3 separate regions of the Sus scrofa genome follow, and all the other regions are linked to region 2. A link is a contact called in public HiChIP or PLAC-seq data. All regions are on one chromosome and are shown on one strand. The core of a region is the stretch at or near the end of the contact, and the rest is flanking DNA. Distances in the headings are between cores, read along the strand shown.

Region 1 (4,264 bases), core at 113-2,612, 240 kb before region 2:
TGACTCGCCCCCCTTGGCTCTCACGGCCATTTCACTCGCGTCCGCTCTCAAGTCTGGGGAGGAAAGCTCTGGAGCCGCCAAGCCAGTAACATGCAGTGGACAAAAGCAGGAATGACTAATTTGTCCTGGGAAAACATGTCCAGTTGTTAAACCTATTTGCACCCAATTCATCATTTTCAACTGGAAGGTCCTCGGTTTAGAATACGCCTCACCTGGAGTTTCCACTGTGGTGCACAGAGTTAAGGATCCAGCACTGTCTCTGCTGCGGCATGGGTTCTATCCTAGGCCCTGTGCAGTGGGTTGAGAATCCAGCATTGCCTTAACTGTGGCATAGGTCACAGTCGCAGCTTGGATTCAACCCCTGATCCAGGACCTTCCATATGCCTTGAGTGTGGCCCTAAAAAAAAAATAATAAAATAAATAAAAAATAAAAAAGCTCCTTACCTACCTATCAAGTTGGACCATATTAAATTACCAGTAACCAACCATTTCTGAACTACATGACTAGTAATTTCAGTCAACCCAAATCACATCTACTCATCCTTCAGGACCTGGCTCAGGTATCTCCTCATCAGGACCCCTTCTTGGCTTCCCTGATTTAGATGCTACCACTCCGCTCTCACTGCATGCTGGGTATATTACTATGTCATACTTACTTCTCCTCTGTCTTTCCCACCAGAATTAAAGTTAGGAGCCATGTATTACTTACCTTTGAATACCCTACATGTAACTCTGTGACAGGTAAACAGTAGGTGCTCGATAAGTGCTTGAGTAAATGAGACTACCAAAGAGGACAGCCAGCTGGGCAATAACTATGGGTGTCAAAATCCATAATCTCATCTAAACAAACGGTCCCAGTATGGATGAGTCTCCTTGGGTGTATCTCCATTTTTTTTTTCTTGCTTTTTAGGGCCCCACCTGCAGCACACAGAAGTTCCCAGGCTAGGGGTCGAATCAGAGCTGCAGCTGCCAGCTTACACCACAGCCACAGCAATGTCAGATCTGAGCCTCATCTGCAACCTACACCACAGCTCACGCAAGGCCGGATCCTTAACTCATCAAGCAAGGCCAGGGATCGAGCCAGCATCCTCATGGATACTAGTCAGGCTGATTAGTGCTGAGCCATAATGGGAATTTCCAGGTGTATCTCCTTACATACAGCTCCTTGTAATAAAGAAGGAGCTGTCCACCTGTAGCTCTGTGAGAACAAAGAGGTAGTTATCTGCCCCCAACACACCCAAAGGACAATGGCCTGCAAGTACTAGAGAGACTCCTGCTCAGAAAGGAGGGAGAGGGATACACAGAGGAGTCCCTGACTACTGCAGTTCTGAAATCCAGAAGCGGTGGGACTGCTGCAAGTTCCTCCTTCTGTGTCTGAGGCCTGGAAGTAATTCTCCGCAGCTCGTGGCTCTACTCTCCAGGCTGTTCCAGCCTCTGAGTCATCCTTACTTTTTCATGAAAGGTAGCACTTGTTTGTGGCCAAATAATGTTCTCAGCTTGCTTCCTGCCAGAAGAGTTTTGGAAGTCCAGTGGCTTCTTATTTTGTCCTGTCTCTGTCCCTTTCAGTCCCAGCTGGCAGAGTTTCTGTGATACAGTTTTCTCAAAAAGGTGATGGGGCCTCTGTGCAATTCGTTGGGGTTCCCACCATTAGACAAACGCCACACCCATAAAGCTCTTCTAGATCAGCTGTTCCCTACCCTGGGCTCCTGCTGAGAATGAAAGACCATGTTCTAAGTTCCCCATGGGTCCTATTTGTGAGAGTTGTGTCCTTAATCTCTTGAAAGGGACCTTTGTGGACTGAATAACCTGTTCTTTGTTTATTTGTTTTTGTCTTTTTGCATTTTCTAGGGCCGCTCCGGGGGCACATGGAGGTTCCCAGGCTAGGGGTCCAATCGGAGCTGTAGCCGCCGGCCTACACCAGAGACACAGCAATGCAGGATCCGAGCTGCGTCTGTGACCTACACCACAGATCACGGCAATGCCAGATCCTTAACCCACTGAGCAAGGCCAGGGATCGAACCCACAACCCAGGGATCGAACACACAACCTCATGGTTCCTAGTCGGATTCATTAACCACTGAGCCACGAAGGGAACTCCATTACCTGGTCTTTCGACATCTCTGAGGTCTTAACAAAATGTACCATTGCTCCCTTGGCTTCCTGACAGTACCCAGAAGTCATTTCTTAATTTTGGCATTTTTTGTTCTCTAAAGAGATTTTTCAAAACCTTCAAGTTTTGGCTCCTTTGGTTTAACAATCCCTCTCTCAAGTTCTCTTCTCTTCCATTTCATTTTTAAAATGTTATTTATTTATTTATTTAGCTTTTTAGGGCCGTATGTGTGGCATATGGAAGTTCTCAGGCTAGGGGTCAAATCGGAGCTGCACCTGTTTATACCACATTACAGCAACGCGGGATCCAAGCCACGTCTATGATTTGGCCGCAGCTCACAGCAACGCCGGATCCTAAACCCACTGAGCAGGCCAGGGATCAAATCTGCAACCTCATGGATACCTGTCAGATTCGTTACCACTGAGCCACAATGGGAACTCCTCCTCTTGCATTTTATTATAAGCAGCAAGAAGAAAGGAGGCAGCACCTTCAACACTCTTGGAAATCTCCTCAGCTAGATCACCAAGTTCATTCAGCCTGCTTCTACTTTCCACTGAAGGGCGGACGACACAGTGTTGCTAAGATTCCTGCCAGTACATAATAAGGATTCTCCTTCGTCCAGTTTCCAGTACCATCCAGATTTCTACCGCCAGGTTGTTCAGGCAACTTAAGCTTCCTTTACCATGCTCCCCAAAATCTTTCCAGCCTCCTCCCACTGGCTGGTCCCAAAGCAGCTCTGAAATTTTTAAGCATTTGTTACAAAGGCATCCCACTTCTAGCACCAAGATATGCACTGCTTATGTAACAGTGAATAACAAAGTATCCCAAACTTCCTGGATTCAAATAGCAAAGTAGTGAATTCCTAGGTTCTGAGTCCAGGTGCAGCTCAGCTGGGTCCTCTAGCTCAGTGTCTCTCATGAGGCTCCAATGACAGTGTTGGTGGGGGGCGGGGGCTCCAATTATCTCAAGACCTGAATGGGGAAGAACCTCTTCCCAGCTCACTTACATGGTTGTTGGCAGGATTCGGTTCCTGGCAGGCTGTTGGACTGAGGGCTTCAGTGCTTCACTGGCTATTGGCCAGAGGACACCCACTTTTGGTCACATGGCCACTCCATAGGGAAATTCACCATTCAGCTGTTTGATTTATCAGAATGCACAAATGAAAGGAGTCACAGAGAGAGTGCACGTCACACAGAAGTCACCATCTTTTACATCCTTACCTCGGAAATGACTTCCCATCGCCTTTTCTATATTCTATTCATAAGTGAAACTGTGGGTAATCATTTGTCAAATCCATTTTGCCTGCCTTCCCCCAATTGAGGTCATTTTAAGACCTGCATGTCCTCTAAGTGGCACGTAGCCTAAACAATAAGATGTTTGCCTGAGATGATGTCCAGGAACCTGCAGGAAAGTGGTGATAATTCAAGCTGCACTGGTTAAGACTCGATAGGACCACCTACCCTCCAACTGAGCATGTGTGAGTGTTCGCTATGTGACCTTTTGGCATCAGAGGGCTGAAAACTCCACCCTCAGATCATGCTAAGTGCTTCTATTTTGAATGTTCAGGTGCCTGTAGCTTAGTTACACCTGCACAGAACAACGATTACCGCATCTTTTTCCAATCACCTTTCCCCACGCTCCCCACGCTCCCCTCACTCCCCACACCTCAGACTGTCCTGCTCCTTTATTCTTAATCCCATAAAACCCCCAAGCCCCTTGCCTCCAGGGAGGCAGATGTGACAGGTCTCCTCCAGTCCCCTCGCTTGGCTGCCTTGTAAATAAACCCTTTCTTTGCTCTGAACCCCGGTGTCTCAGTGTTTAGGCTTGTTGTGCCTTGGGCAAAAGAGACCTGGTTCAGCACCACAAGCAAGGCTCTAGGTTCAACCCACACTAAGGGAAGGGGATTACATGTGAGCGTGAATAAAAAGACCACTGGGACCCGTTTTAGAAGCTACCAAACTAGAGCTTCATAAAGATGCATGAAAAGGCAGTGATTAATTATTTTAAAAGTTAGTATTTATTTTGGAGTTCCCATCATGGCGCAGCAGAAACAAATCCTACTAGGAACCATGAGGTTGCCAGTTCGATCCCTGGCCTCGCTCAGTGGGTTAAGGATCCGGCATTGCTGTGAGCTGTGGTGTAGGCCCCAGATGC
Region 2 (3,855 bases), core at 882-3,381:
TGGCCATGCTGGATCCTTAACCCACTGAGCGAGGCCAGGGATCAGACTCAACTCCTCATGGATACTAGTTGGATTAGTAACCCGCTGAGACACAATGGGAACTCCCAAGTCAGTCTCTTTATGTATCAGACTTTTATTGGGTTTTGCAAATATTTGTTAATTTAAAAAATATTTTAGCCTCTGGGAACTTCATATTACTAATTGCAAATTAAATTGACAGTCAGCCATGATTAAAAATTTAGTGGTGAAATTAGCATTTATGTAAATAAATCTGTAGGTTAAGCTAGGATATTTATTCCTTTGCTTATTTTAGATTGAGAATTTATTATTAAAACAGGCTCTCTAGGCTTCTTTTATTGGCTTCACTGCTCTATTACTAAATATAAAATGTGATTTTTCTGGTTTGGAAGGTTTCAGAGTTTTGTGGGGTACTTCCAAGTGCTATTGAGGCATGTTGCAGCCATCTACTTGGGCACCTACTTAAGACTTGTCAGCAACCCAGTAGGACACCTGTGTCCTATTAAAAATAAGCACTGTTATTATCTGCTATTCTGCTGAATTGCTCATTAGCTGGGAGGATACTATTATTAGTTATGTAAAAATAAGGATTCATTGAGTGCTGTTAAGTGAGAATGGAATTATGTGTTGCATTGCTTTTTGAGATTCTTTTTCTAAAAATCATTTTATTGTCATCCATTTCTCTCCCGTAAATTTTATAGGACCCCATATTAGTTTTCTATTGCCACAAACCTCCTTGCTTAAAACAACACAGGTTTATTATCTCGTAGCTTTGTAGGTCAGAGGTCAGACATGGATCTCACTTGGCTAAAATCAAGATGTCATCAGAGCTTCATTCTTTCTAGAGGCTCCAAGGTAGACTCTGTTTCCTTGCCATTCCCAGCTTTTAGAGGCTGCGCATATTCCTTGGCTCGTGGCTTCCCTTCCATCTTCAAAGCTAGGAATGGCATGTTGGATCCTTCCATGCTCAGATTTCTCCTGTCTCTTCCCTTGTCTGTCAGGTATAGAAAGGGGAAAGTTTCTCTGCTTTCAGGGACTTGAGTGCTTAGATTGGGCCCTGGGCCTGCCTGGGTAGCCCAGGGCACTCTCCCCATCTCCTGTTCCTTAATGTTAATCCCGTCTGCAAAGTTCTTTTTTGCCATGTAGTTATGGACATCTTTGGGAAGCCATTATTCTGTCTACCACAGAACCCAGATGTCTTTCTAGAATATCATTTCATTGATTTAAGTCTTTTATGTTAAAAACGTTAAAGGTGTAATTGAAAGAGTACTGAGAAAATATATCACCTCTAGTTCTGTCTTTTCTTTTTAGATTCAAACTGTTGTTGAACATATTTTCTTAGATATTTTGTAAGCATCGTCTTAACAAACCACCCTACAATTAATTAATATTGCCCCACATCTGTGGGTGAGCTGATCTAAGCTAGATTTGAATGGGTACCTCTGATGACCTTTGCTGGGCTTGCTGTGCATCTGGGAGTCTGAGGTCAGCTGAGAATTGCCTGGAGCTCTGTGGGGGCAGTGCTGTTTCAGGCCTCTCAACCTCCTACCTTTGGGCTTGCCCAGGCCTGTTCTTATGAAAATGGCAGAAATACAGACTTACAAGTGGAAACAATTGAAGCCTCTTAAGGCCTCTTAGAACAAGAAACAGTCACTTTTGTTTTGTTATAGTGCCCTCCTAGTCACACGACTAGATCTAGGCACTGGGAAATATACCCCACCCTTTTAAGTGGGAGGAACTGCAAAGTTACTTACATAGCAAAGGAACTTGAATAGAGGGAGCGATAAGGAATTGGGGCCCATGATGCAACTAATCCCACACTCAAGCTATATTGCCCCAGCTCAACTCTTCTCTTTGACTACCTTCCTCATAAGAAGGCTGTTTTGCTTTCTTTATTTCTGGTTTTGGTTAATGATACTGCTCTATGTCTAGTCACCCAAACCAGAAAACTATGAAGTATTCTAGAGTCTTCTCTTTCCCCTTTCCCTATCTTCAATATTTACCTTGTAAGACATCTCTATAACAATCTTTCCATCCTCTTAGCTCTCACTACTCTGATTCAGGCTGTTATATCTCCTTGAGAAGAAAGGAAGGGAGTTGTCTCTTGATTGTCTCTGATGCAACTTCCTTCAAATCCATCCTTTACGTTGTAGCCAGAGTCCTCTACTTGAGATACAGATGTCACTCCTGTTCAGTGGCTTCTCATTGCCTCTAGAGGAGGCCCTTTGTGATCTGGATTCTCTAGCCTGATCTGCTGCTTTTTCATGCCTTCTGCTTTACCCTTTAGGTGTTAGCAAAATACGGCCAGTGGGCCAAAAAAATCTGGCCTGTCGTTTATTTATTTAGGCTTATCCAGGAATTTATTTAATGTTACAAGAATATTTTATTTACCTATAAAAAAGAGAAAATCATGTTTATTAATAAGAGCCTTCAGAAAAAACTAGTATTTGTTGTTCTCTCCACGATAAATAGCACTGCCATCTATTTTTGTATGGTTTATAAGCTAAGAATGAGTTTTATGTATTTTTTTATATTTTTAAATGATTTGGGAGAAAACAAGAAAATAACAATCTTTTGTGACACCTGAAAAATTTTTTTGGAACACAGCTGCACTCACTCATTTTTGTGTTGTCTGTGGCTACTTTCACCTTGTAGTGGCAGAGCTGAGTCATTGAGACAGGAGACCAGAAAACATTTGCTACCTGGTCCCTTACAGAGAACGTTTACCATCCCCTTTTCTAGTCATCTAGAACTTATAATAGTTCCATTGTGTACCATTCTGTTTATCATGCTTCAGTGCATGTTATGTTGTTTCTTTGCCTGGCTAACTCTATTTTTTAAACAATAGCTTTATTGAGATATAATTTACATATATATAATTCACCCATTTAAAGTGTACAATTTAGTGCTTTTCAGTATACTCACAGAGTTGCGCAACAATTTTAGAACATTTTCATTATTTTTACTCAAAACCCCATTCCTGGAGTTCCCTGGTGGCCTAGCAGTTAAAGGATCCAGCATTGTCACTGCTGTGGCTTGGGTCACTGCTGTGGCTCCGTTTTGATCCCTGGTCCAGGAACTTCTGCATGCTGTGGGCGTGGGCAAAAAAAGAAAAAAGAAAAGAAAAAAAGAAAAGAAATGCTTTCTTGAAACCAATTGGGGAGTTCCAGTGTTTTGAAAAAAACAAAAACGAAAGCTCATGCCCACTAGCAGCCACTTCCCATTCCCCTAACCTTCTCCCTTGGCCCTAGACAACCACTAAATCTACTTTCAGTTTCTGTAGACGTACCCATTCTTAATAGTTCCTATAAATGGAACCTTACAATATGTGGTCTTTGTGATTAGCTTCTTTCACTTAGCATAATGTTTTTAAGGTTCATACATATTGCAGCATGTATCAGCGCTTCATTCCTTTTCATTTCTTACTAACATTCTGCTGTAAGGATATACCACATTTTGGGTATTGGTTCATCAGTTGATGGACATCTGGGTTGTTTTACTTTTTGGCTTTTTTGAGTAATGCTGATATGAACATTAGTGTACAAATTTTTGTGGAGTCATATATATTTTCACCTCTCTTGAGTATATATCTGGGCTAATTCTTCCTTGTCCTTCAAGAATTGACTTGGGGGTCATCTCTTTCAGAACCCTTCTCTGACCTCCTGGGCTAGCTTCCCTTTGGCCCTGATAATGGTCTCATAGTACTTACCACATTATATAGAAATTACCTATTTGCCTGTCTGCCTACTCTACTCTTAACGTTTCTAGAGAGCAGCATCAGTGCCTTATTCAACTTTGTATCAATAGTTCAAAAGTTCACCGAATATTTGTTGAAAT
Region 3 (4,074 bases), core at 1,133-3,632, 170 kb before region 2:
GAATAGAATAAAACCACCTTGACATAATAAAAACACCATGAAACCCCACAGTAAACATCATGTTTAATGATACAAGACTGAGAGCTTTTCCTCTAAAATCAGGAACAAGGAAGATGCTCACTTTTACCACTTCTATTCAACACAGTAACATAAGTTCTAGTCAGAGAAACTCAGCAAGAAAAATAAAAGGCATCTCAAACAGAAAGGGGAAATAAAAATATCTCTATTTGCAGATGATAATCTTATATGTAGAAAACGCTAAAGATTACACACGTACACACGCACATAAACTATTAGAACAAATTATTTCAGAAAAACAAAAGCAAACAAAATCAACACACAAAAATAAGTTTCATCTCTACACTCATCAGGAACAATGTGAAAAGCAAATCATTAAAACGATTCCTTTAACAATAGCATAAAAAAAAAATACTTAGGAATTTACTTAACTAAGGAGATGAACTACACAATGAAAACTAAAACATTACTAAAAGAGGCATTCCCATTGTGGCTATGGAGTTCCCATCATGGCTCAGCGGTAATGAATCCGACTAGTATCCATGAGGATGGGGGTTTGATCCCTGGCCTCATTCAGTAAGTTAAGGATCTGGCGTTGCCATGATTTGTGGTGTAGGTCGCAGACACAGCTCGGATCTGGCTTTGCTGTGGCTGTGGTGTAGGCCGGAGGCTACAGCTCCCATTCGACCTCTAGCCTGGGAACTTCCATATGCTGTGGGTGCGGCCCTAAAAAAAAAAAAAAGAAAAGAAAAGAAAAAATAGACTAATTTACATCATCAAAATGAAAAGTTTTTATGCAACAGAAACAGAGGACTCTATCAACAGAATAAAAAGGCAGTCCACAGAATGTGAGAAAGTACTTGTAATCATGTATCTAATAAGGGGTTAATAATGAGGATATAGAGAGCTCCTGAAACTTAATAACAAAAACACAAACAACCCAACCAAAAATGGGCAAAAGACTTGAATAGTTCTTTGTACGTCTTCTTTTTCTAAAGAAGCTAATGAGACGATCACTAATAACTAGGGAAATGAAAATCTAAACTACAATGAGATGCCACCACTGTATACACATTAGAATGACTACCATTAAAAAAGAAAAAAAAAGGCAGAAAACAAGTGTTGATGAGGATGTGGAGAAACTGGAACCCTTCTGCTCTGTGGTGGGAAAATTAAAAAGATAGTATGGCGGTTCCTCAAAAAAATAGAAATATCATGTGAGTCAGCAATTTCACTTCTGGATACAGAGTTTCAATTCTGCAAGATGAAAAAGTTCTAGAAATCTGTTGTATGCCCAACAGTGTGAATATACTTAACACTACTGAATTGAACATTTAAAAACGGTTAGGACAGTATATTTTATTATCTATTTTACCACAAAAAAAAAGATGCTGCAAATAAAATAATTTTTAAAATGAAAATAAAATGATGAGAAGCACAAAGATAAATGCTCAGATGTGAAAACAGCTGTGCATGCTGTGATTTACTTGTTTGCTTCCCGGTGCATTTCTCACCATTTCTCCATCCTGAATGTACCACAGGATGCACCATTTTCCAGGCTTAAGTTCAGCCAATGAGAGACACGGTGAACTAGAGGGAAGAGGGGAGGAAAGTCATAGTATTTCTCCTCTTACAGCAACTGATGGCATTTCTAGCAGCCTCCAAATCTTCTTCGTGACCCCAACACCCCAAAGACAGGCCCTCCCTTTGTGCCAGCACCTCCTGCAGGCAGCCGCTGCCATGGTGCTAGCTCCTGGTAGGTAAACCCACTTTCTTGGATCTGGTAACCCCATCTCCTCTTGATTTCCATGGCTTAAAGGTTATAGTGGCTGTTGGAGTTATTCATCTCTGGTTTGCCTCACCATTCACTCTTTGCCTTCATTTTTCCTCTTCCATTTAACTCATTCCCTAGATTATATTCATCTTAATTGAAATAGCTTCTGTTTTTCAACTGAATCCTAATACAATCCTTTATGAAAGATATGTCTAAATCTCATCCACATGGAAACATTAAAAAAAAAAAACCCTCATAAATTACACCGTTTGGTCTACATTGCCCTTTTAAATAAGGCCTACATGTTTATTTCTATGTTTTGCACAGTTTTAAGTGATTGGTACATATTTATAAAATACACACACACACTAGGAATTTCTTTTGTGTGCCAAGTACAATGGTTTTCTGTAGCAAGCGTCTATAATCCAAGAGCACTAGTCTAATTACCTGCCATGTGAATGTCCCAGGAAACAGATTTTGAGATGAAAACAGGCATTCAGGAAGTTTTTGGAGAGAGCTCAGAATCAAATATGGGAAGTGAAGGAAGAAATGACTATCAAGTGGGTCATGATAAAGGCCTTAGTCATTCCCATGGGGACTCAAACTGGCACGCCCCTTTAGAATTGTCACATATTGATATGAGGGAGCCAAGCCTTATAACCCCACATTTACCAGACATTGGCTGCAGACCAGTGTCTTGTCTTGGCATTGGGCATGACTTTGGGCCAGGAAGCTTTCCCTCCTCAGCCCCAGGTAATTCTCAGAGAGCGTCTCAGTGGAGAGTCCACTCCCAGTAGATGAGAGAATGAGTGTTTCCATGCCGAACACAGGAATCAAAGCAATACACCACATCACCATGGGCCACTCAAAGTCACCTGTTTCATATAATAATTCTGAAATCACCTCCATCCCCCTCGCCCCACTGAAACTTACAAGGGAAAGCTTAGTAACCTGAACCACAGCCTTTCTGTTGCAGCTGTTCTGGGGCTACGATTGATACTCCTCATCTCTCTCCTCCACTATCTACTCACCGTCAGCTACCTCTAAGCCTCTGCTGGTCTTGATGGCTGACCTAGGGCCTGGTTGCCATGCCCTTTTCCAGGCCATGACTCCTGTACTTGCAACTTCCCAGCAAAATAGGGCAAGGGAGTACCTAGAATTCCCCAAGTGTCCTCCTGGGTGCCCAAGACTTATACTTTCCCTCTCCCACTGTGTATAGAGGTCCATAGCAGCTGGACCTCTAACACCATAGGTCGGCAGGGTCCCATGACCCAATGGGAAGGGCCTCTTGAACTCTAGTCTGGAACTTCCGTAGAGCTCTTTCCTGATTCCTGCACCAACTCAGGCCAGGCTCATACAGCTATGGAGTGACACCTCTCTGGCCTTCAGTTTCCTCACCTGAAAATTAAGAAAATCACATTTCCTCACCTCAAAAATTAAGAGAATGACAATACATATTTTATTGAGTTGTAAAGATTAAATGAATTAATACATATAAAGCATATATAGTACCTGATACATAATAAACCATATATGACAGTAAATTCTTGCTTTATATTAATTTACATATTTGCCATGATCCACAAATAAGAAAGGGATGCAAGTATAATAACATTCTCAGGAGCTCCCCTTGTGGCACATCAGAAACGAATCCCACTAGGAACCATGAGGTTGAGGGTTCGATCCCTGGCCTCGTTTGGTGGGTTAAGGATCTAGCATTGTTGTGAGCTGTGGTGTAGGTCACAGACGTGGCTCAAATCCTACACTGCTGTGGCTGTGGCGTACGCCGGCAGTTGTAGCTCCAATTTGACCCCTTGCTTGGGAACCTCCATATGCCACGAGTGTGGACCTAAAAAGAAAAAAAAAAATGCTCAGAAAATATAGGACTATGCTTCAATTTAGTTTAATATGAAATTTATCAATTGCTATTATAATTTTATTTCCTTGATTTGCTTCAATAGAAGTTCAAGATCCGGAGTTCCTATTGTGGTGCAGCGGAAACGAATCTGACTAGGAACCATGAGGTCGTGGGTTCGATCCCTGGCCTCACTCAGTAAGTTAAGGATCTGGCATTGCTGTGAGCTGTGGTGTAGGTCACAGACGTGGCTTGGATCTGGCGTTGCCGTGGCTGTGGCATAGGCCAGCGGCTACAGCTCTGGCTGGGAACCTCCATGTGCTGCGGGTGCGGCCCTCAAAAGACATTAAAAAAAAAAAAAAAAAAAAGAATTTCAAGATGCCTTATCAAGTCATATTTGAAGATAAAAGCTAGGTCTGGACATATG

What was found. HiChIP or PLAC-seq counts read pairs in DNA pulled down with a chosen protein or histone mark.
Region 1: an H3K27ac HiChIP or PLAC-seq map of alveolar macrophages shows a contact between it and region 2. The contact joins two enhancer-like sites. A contact is called at or near these places in 2 of 2 datasets of contacts at active chromatin or transcription factors (alveolar macrophages and skeletal muscle).
Region 3: an H3K27ac HiChIP or PLAC-seq map of alveolar macrophages shows a contact between it and region 2. The contact joins two enhancer-like sites. A contact is called at or near these places in 1 of 47 Hi-C or Micro-C datasets (epiblast stem cells) and 1 of 2 datasets of contacts at active chromatin or transcription factors (alveolar macrophages).

The regions. Positions count from the first base shown.
Region 1 is chr8:73,122,244-73,126,507 of Sscrofa11.1, forward strand. It overlaps LOC110262133 (a long non-coding RNA gene), which reads right to left. Exons shown (of 3, transcript XR_002346721.1): 3 at 2,508-3,244. Among named protein-coding and RNA genes, the nearest start is that of CXCL13, 53 kb to the left of the region's middle. Within about 2 kb of position 1,363, at least 2 of the 83 cell types and tissues checked have an H3K27ac peak or open chromatin away from gene starts, as enhancers often do. A contact at or near this core is called in alveolar macrophages, where this site is marked.
Region 2 is chr8:73,358,455-73,362,309 of Sscrofa11.1, forward strand. The region is part of intron 3 of MRPL1 (39S ribosomal protein L1, mitochondrial); the gene reads left to right. Among named protein-coding and RNA genes, the nearest start is that of CNOT6L, 25 kb to the left of the region's middle. Within about 2 kb of position 2,132, at least 12 of the 83 cell types and tissues checked have an H3K27ac peak or open chromatin away from gene starts, as enhancers often do. A contact at or near this core is called in alveolar macrophages, where this site is marked.
Region 3 is chr8:73,183,924-73,187,997 of Sscrofa11.1, forward strand. No RefSeq gene overlaps it. Among named protein-coding and RNA genes, the nearest start is that of CXCL13, 110 kb to the left of the region's middle. Within about 2 kb of position 2,383, at least 1 of the 83 cell types and tissues checked has an H3K27ac peak or open chromatin away from gene starts, as enhancers often do. A contact at or near this core is called in alveolar macrophages, where this site is marked.